2 separate regions of the Mus musculus genome follow, and region 1 is linked to region 2. A link is a contact called in public Hi-C data. All regions are on one chromosome and are shown on one strand. The core of a region is the stretch at or near the end of the contact, and the rest is flanking DNA. Distances in the headings are between cores, read along the strand shown. Region 1 has its middle 18 kb from the start of Gm4319. Region 2 has its middle 12 kb from the start of Gm29822.

Evidence for each region. A called contact is a pair of places that touch in the nucleus more often than the background predicts.
Region 1: a contact with region 2 is called in a Hi-C map of cortical neurons, with 4 times the contacts expected there. The contact joins two enhancer-like sites. A contact is called at or near these places in 2 of 15 datasets of contacts at CTCF or cohesin (large pre-B cells and pro-B cells), 54 of 484 Hi-C or Micro-C datasets (the AML12 cell line, B cells, the C2C12 cell line and 38 more) and 3 of 115 datasets of contacts at active chromatin or transcription factors (PVALB interneurons, bone marrow-derived dendritic cells and forebrain).

The regions. Positions count from the first base shown.
Region 1 is chr1:72,140,788-72,143,651 of GRCm38.p6, reverse strand. No RefSeq gene overlaps it. Among named protein-coding and RNA genes, the nearest start is that of Gm4319, 18 kb to the right of the region's middle. Within about 2 kb of position 1,586, at least 32 of the 459 cell types and tissues checked have an H3K27ac peak or open chromatin away from gene starts, as enhancers often do. A contact at or near this core is called in cortical neurons, where this site is marked.
Region 2 is chr1:69,797,819-69,800,653 of GRCm38.p6, reverse strand. No RefSeq gene overlaps it. Among named protein-coding and RNA genes, the nearest start is that of Gm29822, 12 kb to the right of the region's middle. Within about 2 kb of position 1,298, at least 2 of the 459 cell types and tissues checked have an H3K27ac peak or open chromatin away from gene starts, as enhancers often do. A contact at or near this core is called in cortical neurons, where this site is marked.

The sequences.
Region 1 (2,864 bases), core at 337-2,836, 2.3 Mb before region 2:
GGCCAGGCATGGTGGCACAGGTGTTTAATTCCAACACATGAGAGGCAGGGGCAAGAGGATCTCTGTGAGTTTGAGGCCAGCCTGGTCTACATAGTGAGTTCTAGGACAATGAGGGTTATGTAGAGAGACCTTGTCGTAAACAAACAAACATCAAAAACAAAACAAAAACCCTTGCTTATTTGGTCTGTGTGTGTGTCTCTACATGTCACAACATGCACGTGGAGGTCAGAGGACAACCTATGAGAATCTTGTTCTTCTGCCATGTGGGTCCTGGGGATTGTGCTAAGGCTCGATGGAAGTGAGCACGTTTACAACTGGATCCTCTCTCTGGCCCCGAGGACATTTCTTAAAGGATCCAATGAATACTCACTGAGAGGTGGTTCTTTCAGCAAATAGGCGGGTATTCCAGGGCAGCACCTTTGTGCCTGTCCACGAGAAGATTGTCTTCTCATGGAAAACCACTGCTGCTCTGTCTGCCGTGTGTAGCCTTTTGGGTTAACTAAGCTATGTCTTTACTGCAGTGCTGTGTATCCCTTGTCCAGTGCCCTTCTCTTGATTGTCACCGAAAGAAGTCAGATCCAAATTTAAAATGTTTACCCCCGGAGGTCCTAGAAACCCCAGAGGTTCAGAAAACAGGGAGGTGGGCTGGGTGTGACCCGAGGAGAGTAAGGGGAGGAAGATGAGCGATAGATAGAAGGGGAGATGAGCAGAAATGAGGAAAAGGTGTTTGGGTGCGTGTGTGTGTGTGTGTGTGTGTGTGTGTGTGAGTGAGTGTGTGTGTGTGTGTGTGTGTGTGTGCATGTGTGTGTGTGTGTGTGTGTGTGGCTTGGAAGGCCTAGTAACTGGGTGCCTAGTGTTCTATGCTAGAGTTCCTTCAATAGCACAGTTACACCTTATTAATGTTATCTATTTGAACATTATCATTGCAAATAATATTTCACTCCTCCCCTCCCCAAATCATTGGAAAAGACTAGGGGTAGATACCTCAGTACAAGAGTGTCTAGCATATACTAGGCTCTAGGTTGAATTCCAAGTACCACAAGTAGTCGAAGACATCTCTGCTCTAAAAATCATTGGCACACACTCCATTTATAGCTTTAATAGGTAGTTAGATAGTTTTCAGTTTAAGTAGTTCCCTGCAGAATTCACTATTCACCAGAGAGTTAAGAGTAGTGGGAAAAGATTGAAAGCAAATCCAGAATTTTTTTTTTTTTTAAAATGGACACCATCTAAATTTTACCATGTAAAAAACATCGTTAGCAAACAAACAAACCTACAAACCCACAGAGAACCTCTCTCCTCCAGGGACCCTTAGGCACTCAGTGTAGCCCTTAGGAAGAGGGGCTGAGGGGGTTCTCACCCCCCCACCCCTACACCACCCCCTCTTGCACCGAGGTTGTGTGATTCCAGGTCTCTCCGGAGCAATCTGTGCCTTTATCTGCGAACATCTGTAGAAACAACAGCATAAGGGCTTAAGTGAACACGCATGGGAATCTCAGGCAGTTGACAAATGAAGCTGATTTGCATTTTACAATAAACAACGGATCCTCCTTGCACGCGGAAGAGCAGTGCAGGATTCTGATTGAGCACTAGGTGTCGCTGTTGACCCATTCTGTTGTCTGGCAAGTCCGCCTTTGTCCTTAACACTACCAGAACAGTTAATTTCCCTTTCTTTTCTCTCCTTCCCTTCTTTTTTCTTCTCGCCCCTTTCCACCTTTCTTCCATTTTCTACTTCTATTGTAATCCTTCTTTAAAATTTATTTTTAATATATGATTTTATTTTGAGGTTATAACATAATCACATATTTCCTCTCAACACCCATATGTACTTTTGTTCTCTCTCAAATTTACAGCTTATTTAAAAAATTATGGTTGGGCTGGCAAGATGGCTCAGCGGGTAAGAGAACTGATTGCTCTTCCGAAGGTCCTGAGTTCAAATCCCAGCAACCACATGGTGGCTCACAACCACCTGTAATGAGATCTGACGCCCTCTTCTGGTGTGTCTGAAGACAGTCACAGTGTACTTATTTATAGTAAATAAATCTTTGGGCTAGAGCAGGCAGGGACTGAGCAATCAGAGTTGACCAGAGTGAGCAGAGGTCCTAAATTCAATTCCAAACAACCACAGGAAGGCTCACAACCATCCGTACAGCTACAGTGTGCTCATATACATAAAATAGATAAAATAAATCTTAAAAAATTTTAAAAAATTATTGTTATATATGTATATTTTGTATGTATATATTTCTAACTATGTAAATATAAAGTGCTAAGTTTGTATAATGTTTTTATTATAATGTTAATATATATATATATATATATACACACACACACACATATATATATAATTGTATACACACACACACCCACCATTTCAAGGCTGGCCACTTGGTTTTGTATAACCAGTCACAGAGCTCTTCCCTAGGTAGGTTACTTCTCACACTCTCATTATTCCTTAATTGCTTACAGGTTGGAGCCTCGTGAGACTTCCTCCTTCCTGGTTAGCAGGCCTATTGCCCTCATCCTTGTTCAAGTCTTGCTTAGGCAGCCATGACTATGAGACCCCATGGGTCTAGTTTCTCTGACATTTCTGAGAGACACAATCTCACAGCAAACTTCCTGTTTGCTCTGGCTTTGACAATCTTTCCTTTCTCTTCCATGGCGATCCCGGAGGCTAAGGCGGAGGGGTTGTGCTGTAGTTGAATCTGATGGGACTGGACACGACATGATCTCTTGATGAGCTGTGGTTTCCTCTAACAGTCTCCATCTGTTTCAAGAAGTTCCGTGGAGGAGGAGTGAGGATGCATTTACTCATGGGTGTAAGGACACCTGTTTAGAATGTAGTTAGAGACTGTGCTAGTAAA
Region 2 (2,835 bases), core at 49-2,548:
CCACATAAACAGAAGAGAGTATCTGATCCAGTGGGATTGGAGGTACAAGCAGCCATGTGCCACTATGTGGGTGATAGGAATTGAATCTGAGTCCTCTGAAAGAGCAGCCAGTGCTCCTAACTACACTACGGCACCATCTCTCCAGCCCCGGGACTACTTTTTATTTACTTTTACAATGCCAGTAATTTTTACCCTGTATCATGTAAAGGAACAGATAGGAAAACAAGCAATATAACCAAGATTCAAAATTGTATTGCCAGTTTTAACTAGAAATATTTTAAAGAGTCCTTAGTTCTAAAAACATAATAGCATATACTCATGCTATAGATTTCTTCTGTTCACATCTAAATATTGGCTATATTTAAATGTGGTAATTTAAATAGTGTTTCTGGCCATCTCTATATTAAGTATTATTTTTACATATTGTGAATAGCACTGTTAAAGTTCAATAATAATAAAATATGGACTCATAACTGTGAAGGTCAATATTACTGAAAATAAAATGTAGACATGGCTGTTGAGGATTTCAACCTCATACAGTAGTGTCAGGAATGTAAAATGGTACGTACAGCTTCAACCTGAAACAGTATGGCAGTTCCTTAGAAATAGAAACTAGAATAGCATTGATTCAGAAATCTCACTTCTAAGTATTTGTCAAAAAGAAGAAAAAAATTAAGTAACTCTGAGATAGAGCTAATTTCCAATATTCCTTGACATATAATTCATAATGGCTAAGTATGGTGTTAAAACTAAGTTCTAACCAGCGGATAAAAGGCTTGTGAATGTAATGTACATATATGTGTATGTGTGTGTGTAAATACGTATCCTTATGATGATACATAATTCAAGCTTTAAAAAATTCCTGACACTTGAGACAATATGTATATGTAAACTAAACATTAAGCTGCATATCAAAATAGATACAGCATTAATTTGTCAATTATTCTTTAACCTAGGGAAATAGATTTCTCCAAGATTATTGGAGTGTCATCAATAAGTTGCTTTCTAAACTATATCTATACAATTCTCTATGCATTTTATTCCACCTCTACACATTACGAACATAATGTATGTTAAATTTACCTCTATTTAAATAAATATCTGATTATGAGTATATGCTGTGGCAACATTGTCCCCAACATCTTCCTTTCCTACTTATGATTTTGAAAAAGAAGAGAAAAAATTACAGGCATTCTCAATCTCAAGCCAGGAATATTTTTGCTAACTTCCTGCATCCTAGCAACCTCTTGAGACTAGTTTATGCAATGTCTCTATTCTTGCTAAGAGAAATGATTTTCTACAGACTCTTATATAAGTGAGGTTCTTTCTTTCTGTATCATAGTAACTCCTTGGTCTCCCTGTCAATCCAATCCCTTTCAATACCATAACAACTTCCATTCATGCAGTGCCATTACCAGGTAAGGCAGACCTAGAGCTCTGGGCGTTTATAGTTCTTCAGCAATTCAGCCATCAAACCTCAAGGTGCATCCCAGCGCTTGCCCATTTCGTGTCTGAGAGCGCGGTTACACTTCCATTTCCTTGCCAGCTGCTGGAGCTGTGCAACAAAGTCCTAAACTACATAAATCTCTCCGAGCAGCTAAGAATAAAAACATCATCAGTTTATTCCCGTAAATACCAAGCAGGTTTTGGGAAAGGAATGATCTTGACAGAATGCTTAGACTGAGGAAACTTTTCTACTCTGTATAGAAAGTATACACCAACACATGCATGCACATCACACACACATACACAAAAAAGCACAAGAGGGAAAGGAAGGAGGGATGAAGGGAGGGAAAGAGGGAGAGAGAGGGAGAGGGAGGAAGAAAGAGGGGAGAGCATGTATTTCCTTTTCTTTTTTCTTTTCTTTTTTGTTGTTTGTTTGTTTGTTTGTTTGTTTATTTTTGGAGACAGGGTTTCTCTGTGTAGCCCTGGCTGTCCTGGCACTCACTCTGTAGACCAGGCTGGCCTTGAACTCAGAAATCCACCTGCCTCTGCCTCCCAAATGCTAGGATCAAAGGCGTGTGCCACCACTGCCCAACAAGCATGTATTTTCTACACACGTTACTACATGCAATTCACTCCGTCTTCATTCTGTTTTATTCAATGACCAAGCTTCAAATGTTTGAACAATATGCCTCACCAACAGAACATTTCCTTCAAAATACAAATATGGTAGGAATCATAATGATAAAATTACTCCTAACAAAATATATTGTAAAATGCTGCATTTTCTCCACCTCTACAGAAGAAATATATTACAACTTGACTATGATTTTCCCTAAGGATGCCAAGGATCTCACTGGTGATGCTGGATTTAAAGATCGGGTGCATTGGTGCAGCTGCTGTGACTGGAGACCTTGTTCAACTAGAAGCCCAAGAGTAGGATGGAGAAACAGAGAAACCTTTTGCATGTGTGAGGCAACCATAAATACCCGTGGACTGCTGTTCCTCATCTCTCCTAGAAAACGTCCTTAGACTATAACAGTCATTACTTCATAGACTGAATGTAGATTGTGTACCAGCATGGTGTTGTACATGTCACATGATTTTCTCATGGAGTCTCCATTCTACCAGCATGGAAATAGAGATAGAGAAACATTAATAATGTCCCTGTATTATTCATGTAAGCATGTTTGCACTGACTTCCGTTAAAGAGGGATTCTGATGAAATGGGAAGTTTTTTGCAACATAAGCACCTACTATGTGCATGGTGGGTTTAGTTCATAACACCCAAGAAGTGAGAATGACCTCCAGTGCTCAAGGAATGAACGAAGAGATTTTATTTCTGTATTCGATACCACGCTACTCTGCTATGGAAGAAAGTAATTATGTGTG